2 separate regions of the Mus musculus genome follow, and region 2 is linked to region 1. The links are chromatin contacts, called in public promoter capture Hi-C maps. All regions are on one chromosome and are shown on one strand. Each heading gives the region's core, a stretch centred on a gene start, on an enhancer-like site or on the middle of the called end of the contact. The rest is flanking DNA. Distances are from core to core; before and after follow the strand shown. Region 1 overlaps Ecpas (Ecm29 proteasome adaptor and scaffold). Region 2 holds the start of Ptbp3 (polypyrimidine tract binding protein 3).

Region 1 (7,302 bases), core at 2,705-5,204:
CAAAAAAAAAAAAAAAAAAATACTCCAGAGTGAGTACAAACTGTTTGAAGAGGTGACTAGAGCCAAAGTCATAATTCAAGAGCAACTATGGTTACAGTGGTTCTTAATAATATGAATAAAACATTTACCCAAGCTTTTAGTTTCAGAACAAGTTTTCAGCTAAGAGTAACTGTAGAATCTCACAGGCAACAGGAATCGTACACTGGATATCAACACCTCCATTTACCACCACCAAAAGAAAACTAAGCCAGGCCTGAGAACTCCCATGTGCCAACAGACAAAAGAGCACATTTATTGGAAGTCATAAGGCAAGTTGCTAGAAATGGTTCTCTGTTCCTACCATGTGGGCTCTAGGGATCAAACTGTCATATCCAAGCTTGTCACGGTCGGCAGTTCCTTTACCTACTGAGTAATCCCTCCCAGAGTAAGAGATAACATACACTGTATAAAGTTATAGTCATACAACACAATACGTATGTATGTATATCCCAAAAAAGCAGTAAATAAAATGTATTTTACTTGAACACAAAAGCAAATAAAAACTGTAAGTCAAATAACAAAGCAGAGACAGTGTTACATAAAAATAATAATACATCATGTGCTAAAGGAGGGCTTATTTCAAAAATTCTTAAAAAGTTTAACATTTAAAATCATTGTATTTAACCATACTAGCAGGATTAAAAATTTTAAATCCTGTAGTATTTCAATATATCTTTAAAAGGTACCAGGTTAATAAGACAGGAATAAATTATCCATGTTGAATAAGGTTAAAAAGAGAGCCTTAATCTGATAAGGATTTTACTTTTTAATTTACAGCTTTGTACTTAATGATAAAATACTAACTACATTCTCCGTCATCTGAGGAACAACACGGAAACAGTTCACTCGTATCAACTCCATCCAGACGCTGGAGAGACGACTCAGTGGGTAAGACTGCTTGCTGAACTTGCAGAGAACCTGGGTTTAGTTTATCACCCACATGGAAACGCACAGCCATCTGTAACTGGAGTTCCAGGGGATCCAGCACCCTCTTCTGCCCTCTGTGACCACCAGGAATGCAATGGTGCGCATACATGTATGCAGGCATGCACTCACACACAAAACAAAGATAAATCTTTTTATTAAAAATATAATTATATGGGGTGTGTGTGTATATATATATACATATACATATACATACACATATATATATATATCCCCACCCATCTCAAAAATATAACACAGAATTGTTCCTGTCTAAAGAAAATGCAGGACAAAGAGACTGTGTCACCTAGGGGTCCATCCCGTTTGCAGACACCAAACCCGGACACTATGGTTGATGCCAACAAGTGCTTGCTGACAGGAGCCTGGTATGGCTGTCCCCTGAGAGGCTCTGCCAGAGCCTTACCAATACAGATGTGGATGCTCGAAGCCAACCATCAGACTGAGCACTGGGACCCCAATGGAGAAGTTAGGGGAAGGACTGAAGGGGTTTGCAACCCCATAGAAAGAACAATATCAACCAACCAGACCCCGACCCCCAGAGTTCCCAGGGACGAAACCACTAACCAAAGGGTACACATGGAGGGACCCATGGCTCCAGCTGCTTACATAGCAGAGAACTGCCAGCATCAATGAGAGGGGAGGCCCTTGGTCCTGTGGACTTGATGCCCCAATGTAGGGGAATGCTAGATTGGTGAGGTGGGAGTGGGTTGGTGGGTGGGGGAGATCCCTCACAGAAGCACGGGGGTTGGGATACAGAGGGGAAACCAGAAAGGGGAATAACATTTAAAATGTAAATAAATAACTAATAAAAAATTTTTAAGAAGAATTATATTCAAGGCCTAAGAATGTAAGTCAGTGGTAAAGCACTTGCAAGGCCCCAAGTTTAATCTCTAGCACTGGAAAAATAAATAAATAAATAAATCTACTAAAATGTTTGCTGCAAATTTTATACAAAATAAGACAAAAATAGAGTGTAGAAAATAAATAAAAAAGACAAAAATAAATAACATACACTAGATTAGAAAAAATATTTTCATTATCTGAAGATTATATTAGCACACAGAAAATAAAAATTAATCTACAGATATATTACTAGAATAACAATATATAACAATCAGTTGATTGTCTACATACCAATAACAAATCATTAAAAAATAGAATTTGTGATCCAGGCACATAGCACATACTAGCAATTGCAGCACACAGGAGGCTAGGGCAATAGAACATGTATTCAAGGCCAGGTTGAGTTGTAGGGCAAGACTGTGTCAATTTATCTAACTTGAGAAAATTCTTTTTAGTGACAAGTACATAGAAAATAAGAGGAAATTATGCAAGACATCTAAGCAGAAAACCAAAATGTACTGTGCTGTAAGAAACTGAGGAAAACTGAAAGGGTATACAATAATCATGGATCACAATAAAACAAATCTCTTCATCTAATAGTTTAAAATCTGAAATCCACACTCTAAGACTACTGATGCTACACTTGAACTAACATGGATTACAGTCAAAATACACGGTTATTAAGCCTATTGTATAAGTAAATGGAAGACTTGGGTCTCATCCATAAGCTACCACATTATAAATACATGAAGTTTTTTAATCTAAAAACAAAAATCAAACATCCTATCTGTTTCTAAGCCTCTCAGATAAGAGTTACAATTTATACTAACAACATGTCAATTATCCTCAAACTGATCTACAGAAAATACTATCCAATATCAACTCAAAAGTATTTAAAGAATACTAAGTAAAAGCCTGATTATACCATTTCTACAAAGGACTAAGATTTGCAAAGGATGACCTGGAAGATTAAAAAAGAAAAAGTCAGAGAAAAAAATGCCAGTATTTATCATCCTCTTGATGCCAAAGAGGAAAAACAATTTATATGACAAGATTTCAAACCTTGCCAAAAACTCCAATAATTAAAAGTACAATGTGGTACAAAAACAGACCAGTTGAAAAAATACAAAAAGTCCTTAAGAGGTAAACTTGTACAAGTCACCTGCTTTAAAACAAAGTTATGAATGAAATGAGTAAGTAAATATTGTTATTTCAGCGAACTGCACTAACAATTGCATTGTACTATGGGAAAACAAACTGTAACTCCTACTTCATCACACCAAACATGAAAGAAGATAAATTTCTGGTGAGTCATAAATCTAAAGATGAAAAGCTAAAGGCAGTCAGTGATGGAGTCTGTGCGTAATATAAACAAGCCCCTGGGTTCTTCCTAAACTCTAGGAAAGGGGAGCCTTAAAACAGGAAACTAATCCGTAGAGGAGTCTGGAAAATACAGAAACCACCAGTATCACAGAGCAGAGTTTATAAATGTAGATTTGAAAGCAACCAGCATAGAAGGAAATTACCACTCTGACAAAATATATCTCTGTAAAATCTAAAGCAAATATGATATTGCGTGCAAAACCTGGACAACACAAAAAGTACACACTATTCTAAAAAACTGAACTGAGGTTCATGAAAATGCAGTAAATAAACAGGATTTTTTTTAACTGGCAGTATTTCATAGCTTATATAATAGCTATGAGAAGAGTATGTGGAGCAAGAAGTTCATGTTGCATACAGGTCAGAGTAAAGAAGCCAACTTAGATACGCGAGAATGGAAATATTAACATTTGTGCTTTTGTTCAACAGCAACAAAAAAAAGGTATAAAACCTGGAAGTGAATCCTACAAAACATGTCAAAGTTCTTTATAGAAAAAAATAGTACTCTAAACTATAACTTAATTCTAATGACTAGAATAAGGAGACTAGAAATATTCAGATTTCTGTGTCAGATGGAACAGGTTGGTTGACTCTGTGATTGAGATGCCGAAGTCTCCACAGTTTAAACACTGACATTAACTTCCACAGAATTCGTCATCCAAAGCTCAGTAGGAAGGCTCTTCTCTGCTCAGCACTCAGCTCGGAGGGCCACCTCCAGTGAAACTTGGCTGCCTGGCTCCATAACCTCAAGCCTTCTGCTCTACAAACAGGTTAACTACTCTCAATGCCTTTTACACACACCACGCCATGTCCCTAACCAAAGTCCACCCAGACTTTTTTTGTACCAGAAGAGTAAAAATTATCTGGTAAGCAGTAAAAATGTCCACAAATAAACCCAGCATTATAAAAATAGTACAATATAACAAAATCAAATATTTTCTATAGAAAAGAATTCATGAAAGTTGAAAAGATAATTATAAAATTCAGGTGAAATGTGAATAGAAATAATATGGAATATCAAACAAAGATAACCAATAAGTCCCACAAAAAGTGAGTCACTCTACTATATTGTAAGACTTATTATAAAGTTACAATCATTAAGAGTATATATAATAAAAGTATTTAAGAGGGACAAATCAACAAATTGAAAGAGAATAGAGAAAACAACCAGAAATAAATATCATAAAAATCACTTTTGTGTAAATTAATAACATGAATTAAAAACTAAGGTATTTTAAGCTTTAAATGAAAATCTGAAAATGAAAAATTGAAACACTCTCAATGAAACATTTAGCACAAAGCATAAAATACCAACAAAATATTTTTAAAAACTAGTTCTGTAAAGTAAAAAGGAAAAGAGGAGTACATTACAAATATCTCCTACGTTTTTAACTACAAAAACCTGAATAGAAATACTTTAGAGAACTAAGCTAGGTACTCACACTTAAAGGACTCCAGAGAGCTGCCTCAAATTTGAAGCCAGTGTAGTAAGCTCCAAATATGCTGTCCCTAAATCCAAAGAAAATCAAGAAGGAAGGAAAGAAAAAGAAAAGATAGGCAGGCAGGCAGGCAGATAGGTATGGCACTTTATACAGCATGATCTTGGGGGTGGGAGGAGCTTTCTCCTGAGAAGAGCTAAGCACAAGGACATGTGCATAAAACCATTCATTGTCACAGGGTTTTAGTAAGAGTGGAAACTGAAAGTAACCAAAACTCAGCCAACAGGAGAATGGATTAAATATAGCAGGGTCAAAAGTGATAAAAACAAGAGTTATATTTACACAAACAATAAATAGCATTATGTTGGAAACATCTTAAGATCATGGCAAGAAAACAAATCAGAAAGATAGGCATGCACAAGGCACTTATATAAAGTTTCTAAATGCAATATGTATACTGTTCAGGACAGTTCTCCATAATTTCTTCATAATATTCTTTTGTTTTTACTTGAAACATTTTTGTTTTAAAAATATTACATACACGCCAAAATTTTATTTATAAGTGTATATGTGTATAAAAGGGGGAAGAAAATGTATCACTGGTGTTTCTTTGTATCTTTAAATATTCAATAAAAATAAATTTCTTTATTTAAAAAGTACAGAACAATTAAAATAATTTCTATTTCAAGAATAAGGAAAGAATCTTAATCACAGAACTTTTAAAGAATCTTAAATGCAAAAGAATAAAATAAGAGTATTTGGTCTAAGGGAAAGTGCCAAAACCTTAAGAACAACCTTAAAGTGTCTCTCACACACACACACATACATACATACACACACACACACACATACATACACACACACATACACACACATACACACACACACATACACACACACATACATACACACACACAAAAACAGTTTCTAGCTCAGCAGTGCCAACTATTATATATCCATGTAAGAAAAAAGATTGTAAAGATATATTTCCAAGTCATATCATTACACAAAAGAATGGGAAAGGGAGACCTTTTCAGGACAACCTGCTTGTTACAATACTCCTCATAGAGTATGCAAAGAAAAAAAAAGCATACTGCCTGCCATTTGTTTAATTATTAATTCAAGAGCATAAATGGTTTTGTGTGAGCCACCAAAAAAAGGCTATTTCCAAGTAATAAGTCTATTTTTATATAATTTTCTAACAAAAACATCAAGTTTTATGAATATGAAAGTAAATTTCAGAATATAAATGAGGAGCTCTGGACTGCAGCTTAGTGGCAGTGCATCTGCCTAGCATATGTAAAAACTCAGCTCAGTACCCAACACAGAAGTAGAAGCTTAAGGAGAAGCTGAGATTGGAAAGGAAGCTGAAAATATCTAGACCATGTCTCACCATATAACAAATCAATTACTAATCTAAAGCTACAGCATATTTTTAATTATCTGGTTAATTAGCACAAAAATATCCCAGACTATAATAAAATAATTTCACAAACATTCTTAACAGTAGTTACTTTTTAAAATTTTTTATATGTAAGATGGCAATGGGATCTTTTGGGTCTCAGAAAAACATGATGTAATACAGAGACATTTGCATTTATAGATGAAAAATTAAAACCGGAATTCATGCCCTAACCAGCTTGCCAAAGGTGACTAAATGAGACATAGAAGTATCTCTCCCACAAACCACTATTTATTCAAGTAGGAAAAAGTCGCTCCATTTTATATGAAATGAAAACATCTACAGAAACTATGTTGATCACGATTACAAAGCTACTAAGTGGCAGGCAGTTCATCTCCAAGCACCATGTTCCTTCCAGTGTGCTGAGCTATAGCTTGGTTTCAGCAGAGAAAGAAGACAGAGACGATACTAACTCTTGCGACAAGTATACACAGTATAAATTTGATCTTGATCACAGCCAGTATCAACTACATCAGGACAGGTTTCTGATGCAACTTTTTTCAAGTATTCAGAACTGGGATTTATAAATCAAAAGCCAAGCCTCCTCTGACAGGTTGAATCGAGAAGCATAAACTAACAAACACGATACAGATATCTCAAGCCTATCCCATCAAACGCAAAATCAGAGAAAGATGGACTCAAGAAGGAATGGCATGACGGCTTGGAAAAGCAAGAAGATCTGAACAATTTCTAATTGAAATTCCAAGACTCTCCTGAAAGTCCCTCTCGGTTCCATAAGTATTTTGATTCACTGCAAATGCATTCTTGGCTTAAGCCAGCTTTCAACTTGATCTAAATATAAAGATCTTGTAGAAGAAAAGAAAAACACACCTACATAAAGTACATTTAAAAAACAAAACGCTTCCAATGCATTGTAATTAATATCAGAAAGGTAATCTTTCCTGGGAGTAGGCCAGTTTACCCTAGAGGAACATCCTCACCTATGTATGCTATCACTCCCCAAAGCCATCCAAGGCCCAACTGTTTCTTACATAGACCATAAAGTCTCCCAACCCAAATATTCTGAGACATCCTTGCTCTAGGCCGCTGTCCTCAAATCCCAGATCTCATCCTTTCACCTCCCAAGTACTAGAATCAAAATGTGTGCCACCACATCCAGTTCTTCCCAGTCCAATTCTTTTGACCAAGCAAGTCATCCAACATGGTACACTCTCCCAAACACACTAGACC
Region 2 (7,302 bases), core at 2,796-5,295, 650 kb after region 1:
CCTGGGAACAGAACCCTGGTTGTCTGCAAGAGCAGTAAGTACGTACTGCGGAACCATCTCTCCAACCCAAAGACAAATTATAGTTTTAAACCCTCATACTGACTGAGGAGTACTGTTTTCTTGATTTGTATTTTGTAATCCAATAATGAGAAAATTCTGGTGTAACTAAAGACTTGAAACTTGGAAAAATCATTACTACAACATATTGAGACATATTGAGTTCTCTAGATAGTCACGTTTTAGATAGAGACTTAACTGCTAGCAACAAGGTGTAACAACAACAACAACAACAAAGGGGTAAGTCTTTGAAAACTGAACAGGAAGACAAGCATTTGAACACCTTGGACAAACTTTCTCAACCTGCTTTTTCATCTCTAAAATAAGACTAGTAATTACCCATCTTGAAGGGATGTGATAATGATTAGTGCGCATACAGGTAAAACACATGGCACATAGTTGGCAGTCAAAAAAAATCAGCTATTGTTATTTTATTATTCATAAGTGCAGCAACAAAAGAAGATTTTAAAAAAAATATCAGGGCCTATGATTATTTTAACTACAAAAACAAAGCCAATCTCCCCCTTCCCAATTCTGTTAAGTAATACTTTGGGTGGTTTCAATTTTCCATACATAATACTATAGTTTCTCCTAAAAGGTACATAAAATCCAAAATTAGCCACAAGCCTACTTATTTTGGAGTTAAAAGTAAAAGACTATTACCACACAGAACAAAAGACAATTTTGTGAACAGGTGAAATCATTTCACCACTGGTGGGGAAATGTCAAAATTAAAATATAAAAACTATGAAAGGATAGTAAAAGATTCCTACCTTTAAACCGACTGCTATAAGATCTGTAACAACACTGTATGGAAAAAGTAAAAAGAGAAAATGGAAAACAAAGTTAGAGAACAAGTTTTAAAAGACAGATAAGATTAAAGAAAAAGAAAAAGCATTATAATAACAAATAATGAAAAAATGAACTGTGAAATGTTAATAAAGAAAAAAAAAACAACAACAGACAGTGTAGCAACAGCAGAGTTCAAAAGCAAAGCCTCAACATCAACGCAAGAAACAAATTACTCTCTAGTGTGTAGGAAAGAACAGTTGTGCTTCAATACAATAAGCATGTGTTTATCTCACTTTGACAAGTCCAAACCGAAACTGAAATCATCAAAGTTCATTCTTTTAAATCATTGACAGGAGTGATCACACCCTGAAGCCTCGGTAAAACAGAACCTGGGCTTGAACTTTACAGCCACAAAAAGCATCTTGTAAGTCAGCTTCATATCACCCGAAAGCCTCACAAAAGCATGACTGTCTCCCAGGCTAATAACTACAAGCATCAGTTTGTACACACCATTCAGATTTACTATTTTAAAAATGTTATCCATCAATACTGTTCTGAATACAAAAAACCATGGTAGAAATGAACATGAACGAACACACAAACACACAAGAACATACATGAACACACACACACAGGGATGGGGGGGGGGAGGCAGAGAGCTGGGATTCGAGGAGGAACTAAAAATATGTTGGCTAGTATGCTTTGTTTTTTTTGTTTTTGTTTTTTAACTACTCAGAATAAAGGAAATGGGCTTTTTGCAAGCTGTGGGAAAATGAAATTTAATAAGCTTGCCTGGGGCATAGGTCACTATATTAAAAGCGACACTCTATAAGATAATGTGTGAAAACTCCTATGCAGCTATACCAAAACTGGCCTCTTCTATAGCTTCAGTTAGCAGTTTAGCTCCATATTTCCTAAAAGAAAGCTACACATCAGTTCTGTATTACGTTACTAATCAATAGAGTCATAATTTCCTAAAGGTATGTAAACTTGCCTTTGCATCAAGTGGTATAAACTTCACTGTTTTAAACAATAACCATTCCTTTTTTTCCTTGTGGAGTCCTGAAACTTGTATTCATTTCTCTGAAACGTAAGCCTGATAAATAGCTGATACACTAGACTTTTTACGAGTGTGTAATAGTATCTTTGCTGGTCCTGATGTACAAAACAACATTTCCCCATTTGAATGCCTCCGTCTGCATCACCGGCTTCTTAGCTTTAATTCCACAAGCAAGGCAAAGTTCTTAAAAACTATCAACAAGTCAGTTTGGGAAGGCTAGGGCAGAGAAGTATGAGCAGAATGAATGAGGTGGTGTGTGTGTGTCTATGTGAAACATTTTAAAACCTGTTACTTTGTAAGCCAACTAAAAAGGTAATTTTTAACAAGATGTAGTAAGTAGCAAATGCTCACTAAAAGCCTATGGATTCTCTGTTCTGGATCAGATAAACCGTAGATGCTGAATAAGGGTGACTATTCCTAGTCACCCTTGCCCCCCACCATTGCGCTGTGGGGGAGGAGCTTGCACTTCACAGTGAAGAAGCGAACAGTCAAGCCCTTTAAATCTCACCACACAAAAAGCTAACTTGTTTCCCCACACCCGAAGTTGAACCTTCTGAAGACGAACACTTCATAGCCCTTCCTGAACTGATATAATGGCACTTATGGCATAAATCACTGAAAGTTATTTCACACGTAAAATGAATCAGAGTCGGGTAATGAGAAGCCAATGCTCAAGGTGAAGCGTTCGCTCGCAAAGTAGCTCCCATTAAATAAAAATACTTTAAAGAGCATCACAACCATAAATCAAAATCTAAAATTGCACTTTGATATCTGCAGCAGTGTGCAATCTGCATTCAAATGAGATAAACCATATATCACAATATTGTGAAATTAAGATAAACGAAACCTAACGAGGGCAAAAATTGTAAAATTCTAGTGTCCTCACTTAAACACGTATGATCAACTACGCGGCAAGTTACTAAATGTATTTTACTTTTCAAACAAGTTATATGCTCCACCATTCCGCAGTTTATAGAATCCTTGTCAACAAAAGTCGGCGGGGGAGGGGGTTAAGGAACAACTCAAACGGCAAAGGTTTAAATAAATAAAAGGTGGAATTTCTAATTGACTTGGAGTTGTTGGTGGTTTTTTTTAATCTTGACTATATGACCCTCAATTCACGCTTTTTATTAAAATACATCAGGTCCTGCCCCATGTTCCAGAGTTCCCAGAGAAATTACGAGCTCGGAAAAGGTGACTGTAAATCTTTTTTTTTTTTTCTTTTTTCTTTTTTTTTTCCCCCTTTTAGTCACAGACCCCATTTAAACCGAGCAGTTGAAAGCGCCCGGAAATCTACACTTACACAATATCTGACATCGCCCGAGGCGAATTCACGAAGTTTCTTGGGGGTGGGGAACGAAGAGGAAGCGTCCCTGGTGATAAAGTGCAGACGCTCGGTATTTAGAAGTGGTTAACGTATCTCACAGCCCAAATCGGGAGACCCCGCCGGTTCCGAGACCCGCACGGGCCCGCAGTTCGAGACCCGGTCGCCGCCCAGACGGCTGTCGCCGCTCGCCCGGGCCCGCCGCCGGGGGAAAGCTCCGCCGCGCGCCCCACCCCACCGGTAAACAGCAACTCCCCGAGCGCCGCGGCCGCCTCAGCCTCCGCCCCCGCCAGCGCCGCGCACCATTTTCTGAGAGGAAGTGTGGGGAGTCCGGCCCGGCACCCCGGCCCTGGCTCGTCTCTGCTTCCCGAAGGCGCCCCGAGGCTGCGAGGGGCGGACGTGACGGGGGCGCCGCGCGCAGGAAGCGGAGACCGCGGCGGACAGACCCCCGCGCTCCCAAGGTCCCTGCCGTCGGGCTTAGCCCCGGGCCGCTCCTCCGCTAGCCGGCGTCGCGCCCTGCTCCCCGGCCTCGGCGGGACGCGTCGCCGAGAGGAAACGAGGCCAGCGCAGCCCCGGAACGGCCACCCGGCACTTACCCATCCATGGCCCAGATGGAGGAGCGCGTTGTGCGGGGATTGACGGGCTCACCGCGGGCGGAGAAAGCGGGCGGCGGCTCCGGGAAACCAGCGAGCGGAGCCGCTCCGCAGCTCCGGCCGGTCAGAGGTGGAAGGAAGAGTGGGAAACAGGGGCGGGGACCGGGCACGCTCTCGCCAGCGCCGCGCCCCCGCCCTCCCGGCCCGCGAGCGCGTTCCCGCCTCGCCTGGCCCCGCCCCCTCGGCGTCGACGCCCTCCCGGGGCTCGGCTGGACTCCAGGGCGCCCTCTTCCCGCCTTCGCCTCTTTGCCCCGCCCCGACACCACCACCCCCGCCCATGCCTCCGCGCGCGTGCGCGCCCCCCGCCCAGCGTCGCGCCTGCGTTCGCGGGAACGCGCGCCTTGTGCTTCCCGCTTCGCGACTCGCCCTCCTACAAGCCCGCGGGCCTTCCGGCTCCCGGGACTCAGGCTTAGGGCCCTGAACGGTGCTGGCTAGAAAAGCCTGGGGACCCCAGGGAACTTTTGAAGCAGAGCAGAGTTACTACTGGCGGGCGACACTGCTGGCAGCACGGCAGGGGACCCGCGCGACGTCCACGGGGCAGGGGTGGACAGTGGTCTTTCCGGACCTGAGAGCAGCGACGGTAGCCTGTCCGCCAGACCCTGACCTCCGAGACCTGCACTGGACGGATAGGTGTGGTTGGGAAAGAAATGAAGTAGATGAGACTGCCCAGGACTGAAGTCCATCTTCACTTTCACACGGTTTTAATCTGAGTGCTTTTCTACCCAACAATCAAATACTAAAAGAAACTTTCATTGCATAGCTATTTAATGGCCATTACAATGCCAGTATTTTATAAGTTTATTTATTCATCCTTCCGCGGGGCGGGGCTGGGGGAGCCTGATTGGAAAGGATTAATGTTTTCCCAGGTACGCGAGAGATCTCCGAAATTTCACAGCCAGAAAATGTTTTGTTTGCACCAAAACCCTTTCCTCTAGTATGAGCAAAACCAAGTTACACGTAAAACGTAAAACAGCTATTTAGTACATATAATGTGTATAACTAGTGAGAACACACGTTCCCCCTCTTTCAAAGCACATCTACTTCTGAACGAACGGAATGCTTTTTCAATTCACAGATCATTGAAATTTGAGCCATTTAAGCCATGTCTTCAAAGTCTGCCCACACCATTTCAAAGGAAGTAACAACTTCAATCTCTTTCCTGATTACCTACTTTAAAATAAGTAGACACTTCTTTAAAAAAAAAAAAAAAAAAAAGTATAACCAGCTTGCAATTCAGGAAGGTCATTTTTAAAGAAATTTCAGTTCCCCTTTTCAAGAAGATGTCAAAAAACATTTTGTATGTTAAATCTAAACATTAAGTTTAGAAACATTTCCACCCTACATTGCCACATGGGATTTTAAAATAGCAACTTGGTATATAGGCACATAACTGTGCCTATAATTCCTACCTGAGTTTAAGGCTACCTTGAGCTACATAGTATGTTTCAGGCCATCCTAGGTCACAGAAAAATAAAGTAATAATAAAATGTCAGAGAAAAGCAGCGGACCAGGTGGTGATAGCACATGACTTTAATCCCAGCACTCACTCAGGAGAAGAAGGGAGAGGAGAGAAGAGGAAGGGAGAGAGAAGAGGAAGGGAGAGAGAAGCAGCCGATGGAGTGTTCTATTGCTGTATTTGAGGTATATTTTATAATAAATTTCCCTGTTTGTTTGTTTGTGTTTGTTTTTAGTTAGTTGCTTGGTTTTTCAAGATAGGGTTGAGATCTCTGTGTAGCCCTGGCTGTCCTGAAACTTACTCTGTAGACCAGGCTGGCCTTGAACTTTGACATATGCCTGCCTACTTTAACTATTTTTAATTACAATATTTTAATTTACTTCATTTTAATACCCCATAGTACTTCATGATTTAATGTGCCATATTTTATTTAAGTTTTTTTCCAAAATAGTGGATGCCTAAATTATTTGTAGCTATTCAAAATAATTAACAATGCCACACAAAACATCACATAGCTATGACCACATATGGTTACATCTATGGAATATAATATTATAGATAGAATTCCAGAACAAAGGGTATAAGCACATCAAATTTGATAAATACCATGAAGGTAATTCTAAAACCAATATGCCAATTTACAAGGTTTTTAAAATAATGACTGTGTAACAGCTCTAACTGTCCTAGAATTCACTTTGTAGCGCAGTCTGACCTTGAACTCACAGAGATCCCAAGTGCTGGAATTAAAAGTGTGCAGCAGCATGCCCAGCAATTTTTTTTAATTACGTATATTAAATGTGTTAGTATGTGCATATGTGAATGAAGTGCTTGTGGAGAGGCCAAAAGAAGATATCAGATTCCCTACAGCTAAAGAGACAGGCCACCTGAGGTTCTCAGGTGCCAAGAACCAAACTAGGGTCCTCTACAAGAGCAGTAAGTGTTGTCAACCACTGGGCTATCCCTCCAGACCCAGTTGTCACTCTTTAAAACTAATGAAGTCGACCTGAGACTCATTATCTATACCAAGTCACTGTAAAAAGTCTATGATTCAGCAGGGCGTGGTGGCGCAAGCCTTTAATCCCAGCACTCGAAAGGCAGAGGCAGGCAGATTTCTGAGTTCGAGGCCAGCCTGGTCTCCAAAGTGAGTTCCAAGACAGCCAGGGCTATAAAGAGAAACCCTGTCTCGAAAAACCAAAAAAAAAAAAAAAAAAAAGTCTATGATTCAAAGACTATAACCCTGAATAAAATTAACAAAACTGTACTTTATTTCCTAGACAAGCCCAGCTTTATAACAGAAACCTAGAGAACTGAAAACAGTTTATAAACAGAAGACAAAGTGAAACATCCCCTTCTCCATGCCCCTTTGTCCTAAATTCAAAGACTTTATGGGATGATCCCTTTGAGTTTGTGTGTCACTCTGATTCAAAACAGTAGACAGGGCCTGGGAGATGACTCAGTCAGAGAGACGGCTGTTTTACAGTCATGATGGCCTCATCAAGCCAAATCCTGGAGCTCCAGGCTCAGTCAGAGACCTTGTCTCAAAAACAAAGTAGAGGAGGGTGGAGAGATGGCCCAGTGGTTAAGAGCACTTGCTGCTCTGGAGGACAGGGCCAAGCCCCAACACAGTGGTTCATAACTGGCACTAATTCCAGTGGAGTATTCTATGCCCTCTTCTGACCTCTGAGGGCACCAGGCACACACATGGTGCACATACATACATGCAGATAAAGCATCCATCAAATAAATAAACCTATCAGCCTGGCATGGTAACACTATAATCCCAGCACTCAGGAGACAGAGTCAGGCAGATCTCCCAGTCCAAGGCCAGCCTGGTCTACAGAGTGAATAGTATGCAGGATAGCCAGGAAAACACAGAGAAACCCTGACTTGAAAAACCAAAAAGTAAATAAGTAAGCCATACACACACACACACACACACACACACACACACACACACACA

The links. Promoter capture Hi-C pulls out the DNA fragments that hold promoters and counts their contacts.
Region 2: a contact with region 1 is called in a promoter capture Hi-C map of liver, with 2.7 times the contacts expected there. The contact joins the promoter of Ptbp3 here to the enhancer-like site in region 1. A contact is called at or near these places in 6 of 39 promoter capture datasets (the C10 cell line, hippocampal neurons, liver and 2 more), 1 of 484 Hi-C or Micro-C datasets (the G1E-ER4 cell line), 1 of 115 datasets of contacts at active chromatin or transcription factors (the 230-238 cell line) and 1 of 9 other capture datasets (adipose tissue).

Annotation. Positions count from the first base shown.
Region 1 is chr4:58,893,672-58,900,973 of GRCm38.p6, forward strand. The region is part of intron 1 of Ecpas (Ecm29 proteasome adaptor and scaffold); the gene reads right to left. Among named protein-coding and RNA genes, the nearest start is that of Ecpas, 15 kb to the right of the region's middle. Within about 2 kb of position 3,955, at least 22 of the 459 cell types and tissues checked have an H3K27ac peak or open chromatin away from gene starts, as enhancers often do. A contact at or near this core is called in the 230-238 cell line and liver, where this site is marked.
Region 2 is chr4:59,545,319-59,552,620 of GRCm38.p6, forward strand. It overlaps Ptbp3 (polypyrimidine tract binding protein 3), which reads right to left and starts at 4,046. Exons shown (of 14, transcript NM_178164.3): 1 at 3,830-4,046.